Regions from separate parts of the Mus musculus genome. Here region 1 is linked to region 2. Evidence: chromatin contacts called from public Hi-C data. All regions are on one chromosome and are shown on one strand. Each heading gives the region's core, a stretch centred on a gene start, on an enhancer-like site or on the middle of the called end of the contact. The rest is flanking DNA. Distances are from core to core; before and after follow the strand shown.

Region 1 (2,700 bases), core at 76-2,575, 110 kb after region 2:
GCTCTTCAACCTACACTATGTGAGCAGTCATCTCCTCTGCCAATTTTAACACCACTCCTATCATTCTTCTGAAATAAGTACTACGGTAGAAGCCAATAAGATTAGAGCTAGATCATCCAGAAGGTGTTCCATGTGGCATCAACACCATTAGCTTGTGACTTTTTGTTCCTAATTAAAGTTAAGGCCCTCCAAGGAATTCCACGTGGCTGTGTTGGTCACAAGATTTGTATCAAACATATCTTGTGCAAAATTCATTATTAGTTAACAGTGACATTTATATCCTCTAGTTAATAAGCTCAGCAAATGAACACATTTTTCTCACACTCTAAGCCTTCCATTTCTTTGTTGCACCACAAGGTGCTTGTGTGGATTCCTGTGTTGCAATAAGTGCACACAGAAAGATGCCAGGTGTTAAGTCTTCAATGTTGCTATCATACATTGGGTCTCAGGAGTCATTCAATAGGAGTAGCTGTTGTGACCTGGTTACCACCAACCAAAGGTCCAGACTACAGAACTTTTTTTTATTAGGTAGAAGCCAGCCGTACATAGTTTTGCAATATAAGAACTTGAAGATTCTGGGAAATTTAGTTAGAAAATTTTATTCCTCAGAGAAAAAGAACACAGCAATGGACAAGTTCATTTAGTGTGGAAAGTTGATGGAAAGACTACAGCAGAGAGTAAAAACACCACAGAGTATCTAGGAGAGCCCAAGGTGACACAAGACACACAGAGGTTGAGCAGTTTCCATTTACATGCACACTGGCCCTTTTTTTGTGCAAAGAAAAAAAAAGACAAATTTTTAAGCCTATGCTATTTATGCCTTTGACAGACATGTACATTCTTCTTCTTCAGACACATCAGTGTTTCCGTCAGTCCCACCCTCCCCTCACTCACTGAGCTCTATTTATATAATCGTGGCTTGCTAGTGACAATCTTGGTTTTAACATTTTTAAGCCCAAAGATGAGAACTGAGCTCAGCCGTACATCTTCTACGAACAAGAAGAAAGTAGAACCTAGGATCGATCCAAAGTAAACGAGAATACATGGTGAAGATCGTGGTTCCCTGTAATCCGAACAAACTGGACTGACATGTTTCTAGGCACAGGTGAGGAGAACACCTTACAGATGAGCTGAACTTAGAACCCATGCCAAAGTCAAATGACAGCCAAAGTAATACACTGGGGGAGGAGGGCATTTCAGTTCAGCCCAGAGAGAAAGCCAAAGCTATCAAGAAAGCTTTATCCCTCCCTACACACTCATACCACGGCCATGCTTCCTCTGACCTGGCTACTGTTACTGCATGCTGCTGAGTAGAGAAGGGCACACCTACTCATGCAGCCTTCAACACCAATGTAGGCCAGAGGCTATGTAAGCCTTGGACTTCTGACTTCAGTGTTCTGCTGTGACCTAGTGTAAAGCTTAAGGCACAGGCAGCCTTTTGCTTACTGATAGACAAGGAAGAGAAACGTGTATTCAATTTACAAATGGTCAAGAGCTCTTGTTCTTTGAAGATTTTTCTTCTTTAGAGGTTAAAATATAATTAGCAGGTCCCTTTACTTTTAGGTTTGAAGCACACCTGAAAGTGCCAACAGAGGGCTTGAGTGTAGATTAATGGAGTGTTCTCTGTAGAAGTTGGCCTGGAATAGGAAAACTAAACACATAAGCAGGCGCCGCTGCCTCGCTTTTCGTGGCCATGACTCCTTAACAAACCTTAGAAAAGTTACAAAGAAATGATGCACATTATGCATGGGAAAAAGGAAAGAATATACTGTGCTGGTAGATTTTTTCAGATGCATTAATCCACTCATAGCTTTGGAAGTAGAGCCAGATGTACTCATATATCAAGCTGCAACTGTCATGGTAACCACAGTTCCTAGGCAACTGTTGAACTCCGTGTGGGGTCCACTTTCCATACAATAAATACAAGACGCGAGCAGGAGAGAAAATAAAGTGTTACATGATAGCCCAAATTAAAAAAAAAGCAGGAAGAGAAATATTTCTTAACGAGTACAAATACATAATCTATTACAACAGGGAGTACAACCTTAATTGGTCTGCATAAAATAACTGGAAAAATTCACCAAGTAAAATAAAAAACAGATGTTTACTTGCTTCATGGGCATATCATCTGCTTCTAAACCAAATTAAGTAGGGAAAAAAAATAAAGATAAAACTGTGTAAAAGAGGCATGCAAAGCATTCCTAAAAAATTGAGTCAGCCACTGAAAAACGAATACTCTGGGTATTAAGTTTCACTTGCATAATATCAGATGGCAGGAAGTCTTGGTTTCCCAATATTCGAATGTTGTCTGTGGCAGCACACACATTGAGACCAAATGAAATGCTCAGTAGAGGTTATCCCTTTACTGTGCTTCCAGCCACAAACCTACCCCAAGGAGGTTACACACCATGCCAGTGGCTGGGGACAGTTATTTACTGTTGAATGCAGAGGACTTGAAGCAGTAAAGCCACACTAAAGGTGGGAGTCAAAAAGTCTCCAAAGGTTTTGGGAATTCTACAGGTGGAGATTTCCAACAATTTCTTTTAAACTCTTCCACTTCCACTTGAAACATAAGTTTAAGAGACCAACTGATGGAAACAAGGCAGTCCTCTGCCGACTGATTTTGCTACAGGTGTCCTCAACAGACAGTAAATGGTTCTAGGACTCAGATTTCTATACTTAGTCTTATTCCCCAAAGCT
Region 2 (2,700 bases), core at 189-2,688:
AGACACTGTAATGTAAGCCCACTTCAGCCAAATCACAATTACTGAGAAAAGGCCATCATAATGCTTACACTTGTCAACAGGGTATACCACTAAGGTGCTATGAGTGACTCTCACTTTACTGAGAGCCATTTTACTGTCAATGTAAACATAAGGCAAAAACAATGTTTCTAATGCAACAAAACCCAATAGCCTCAATACTAATGATACAGGTATTGATAAAATTAAAAAACAAAAATCTGGAGGAAGAACTTTGGTCAGAAAAGAAATGGGAAGAAAGAGATGGAGGTTAGGTACGGGCCCTTCATAGAACTGGAAGCAAAGAACTTTGCAAATGTCTCTACCAGAACTCCCCAACGTGAAAGAGAGACTAGTTGTACAGCCCTTAGCATCTCAGAGAAAGTAATATTACTAAGCTACTTAATTTGTGCTTGAAAATCCACGTTAACTGTTGTTTTCTCAAATACATCCCCAAATAAAAAATTTCTTCTTCATATTTTTAATTAAAATGAATTTAATAATCCAGGCCATGTGTAGTAAGTGCATGCCTTTAATTCCAGCATTTGGGAGGAAACAGCAAACAGATCTCTGTGAGTTCAGGCCAGCCAGGGCTATACAGTGATTTCTCATCTTCAAAACTCTGCATCATCACCAAAGACTTCTCCATGGTTACCATGCAGCTTTTTCTCATGTGACAACCCTCCCTCAAGTGTCTCACGTGAGCACACAGGGCCCTTCACAAGTCCTAATGAAGGATGTTCTCTCAAATTTTCTCAGACTGACAGAACATAAAACCCATACCAGTTGCTGGCACCATAAACATTTCTTTCTTTTAGTTTTCTTTAAACCATGCATTTCAGAGCTAAGGAGACAGCTCAGTTAGCTAAGTGCCTGAGCGGAAAGTTTCAGGACCTGAGTTTGACTCCAAGGAACCCACATAAAAAAAGCTGTAGCTAGCAGCAGCACACACCTCAAATCCAAGCATTGGAGACAGGAAGATTCCTGGGGCTCAATGGCCACCTAACCTGGTTTAATCAGAAAGCTCTAGGCTCCATAAGAGATCCTATCTCAAAAGCAGTAAGATAGGAAGGATTGAGGAAAACACCCAGAATCAACATCTGATCTCATATACAAATGCACACGCACTTACAAACCAATCTTCAAATGATCCTCCAAGATCACAGGACTTGGTGGCTAAGGTCATGTTGAAGGGATTTGGTGCCTCCTCTTCATCTTTCTCAATTAAATTGTCAGCACGTATTCTGCACTCCACACTCAATGTTGACCCAAATATCTTCCACTATTAAGTCATTTTTCTCTGAACCTTGCTCGTATCTTTCCCAAGTTGCAGACGTGGTTTTGTAAAAGGAGCCCTTATGCTTTGGGGACAAAGGCAGGTTCAGCCTAAATGAGGTCATCAAGTTCCCAGTGCCCTAAGAGTCCAAGCCAATGACCAACTGAGTGTTCCAGCTGATCTTAATTTCCTTGGCATAGCACAGTCAGAGTACTGTAATATAATGCAAAATGGCTCCAAAGAGAAACCAGACACTGACCAGAGTCTTGCCAAAACACAGTTAAATAATACCAAAGTGGCCCTTTCATCTGAATACTGAGCCTCTCATGCCCGTGTCACCCTCCCCAAGAATGAAAGTAATCTTCCACTGTGAATGTGGGCTGGCTGAAAAACCATACCAGACTCAGCCCCAAAGAGGAGATGAGCTTTTTAATTGGCACATGTGTGCTGGGAAGGATGAAAATGCTGACAAGGAGACCAGGAGACAAAGAACAGGACTCACTGGGAGCAAGGGTGATCCAAATTTAGAATATGCTTATAGTGCTAAAACAATACTCAAATGTTTATCCTGCCCAGGATCTCTTTCAACAACTTTCAATCGCAGAACCTTCCCTGAAAAAGAAGTAGCTTTAATGTTTCTAAGTTTCTTTGTAAATTAAATCGTTTATATTAGATTATCAGTAGGCTCTCAGGTAGACTCTCACTTGCATCAAGAAATCAACAATTCTGTTTCTTCCTCATTGCTTTATTCTTATTTATTATTTATTTATTAAGCCAAAATTTCTTGAGAGCCTGCTACAAACCAGACATATTTTTACCTTCTAGGAACTGAGTAAAGAAAATTTAACACAAGGGGTTAAAACCACACTGACCTTGTAAAATGGCTGACATTTTAGCCCCCACTTAGGGCAGTTCCCTACCACCTGTAATTCGAATTCCAAGGGATCCAATGTTTTCTTTTGTATTCCATGAGTAACCTGCCCTCCATACACACATACACATATAATTACAAATAAAGTAAACTTTAAAATATTACTACAAAAGAATCTCTGCCTTCACTGAGCTTCTGTTCTACTGAGTAAATGCAATGAGCAAACACATGTGAACAAAGAGAACTGGGTGATAATATGTACTAGGGAGAAAGATTAAGCTCAGTAAACACAACAGTTTGGATCTTGAATGTCTCCCAAAGGCTGGTGGATTAAAATCTTGGTCCCCAACACATGACATCATTGAAAAGTGGCAGCAGAAACCTTGAGAGGTGAGAACTGGGAGGAGGGAACGAGCTGAGGACTTTGAAGTGGATACTAGCATAGGAGCCTTTCACCTTTCTGTGCAACTTCATGTCAACCTAGAGGTGGATGGCACGGCTCCATCATGCACTCCCCGCTGTGATGTGCTGACTCCCA

What was found. A called contact is a pair of places that touch in the nucleus more often than the background predicts.
Region 1: a contact with region 2 is called in a Hi-C map of liver, with 3 times the contacts expected there. The contact joins two enhancer-like sites. A contact is called at or near these places in 18 of 484 Hi-C or Micro-C datasets (B cells, the N1E-115 cell line, cortical glia and 9 more) and 4 of 115 datasets of contacts at active chromatin or transcription factors (astrocytes, bone marrow-derived dendritic cells, hepatocytes and 1 more).

Annotation. Positions count from the first base shown.
Region 1 is chr2:65,118,011-65,120,710 of GRCm38.p6, forward strand. All of the region lies in intron 6 of Cobll1 (Cobl-like 1), which reads right to left. Among named protein-coding and RNA genes, the nearest start is that of Grb14, 97 kb to the left of the region's middle. Within about 2 kb of position 1,326, at least 41 of the 459 cell types and tissues checked have an H3K27ac peak or open chromatin away from gene starts, as enhancers often do. A contact at or near this core is called in hepatocytes and liver, where this site is marked.
Region 2 is chr2:65,006,068-65,008,767 of GRCm38.p6, forward strand. All of the region lies in intron 2 of Grb14 (growth factor receptor bound protein 14), which reads right to left. Among named protein-coding and RNA genes, the nearest start is that of Grb14, 15 kb to the right of the region's middle. Within about 2 kb of position 1,439, at least 30 of the 459 cell types and tissues checked have an H3K27ac peak or open chromatin away from gene starts, as enhancers often do. A contact at or near this core is called in hepatocytes and liver, where this site is marked.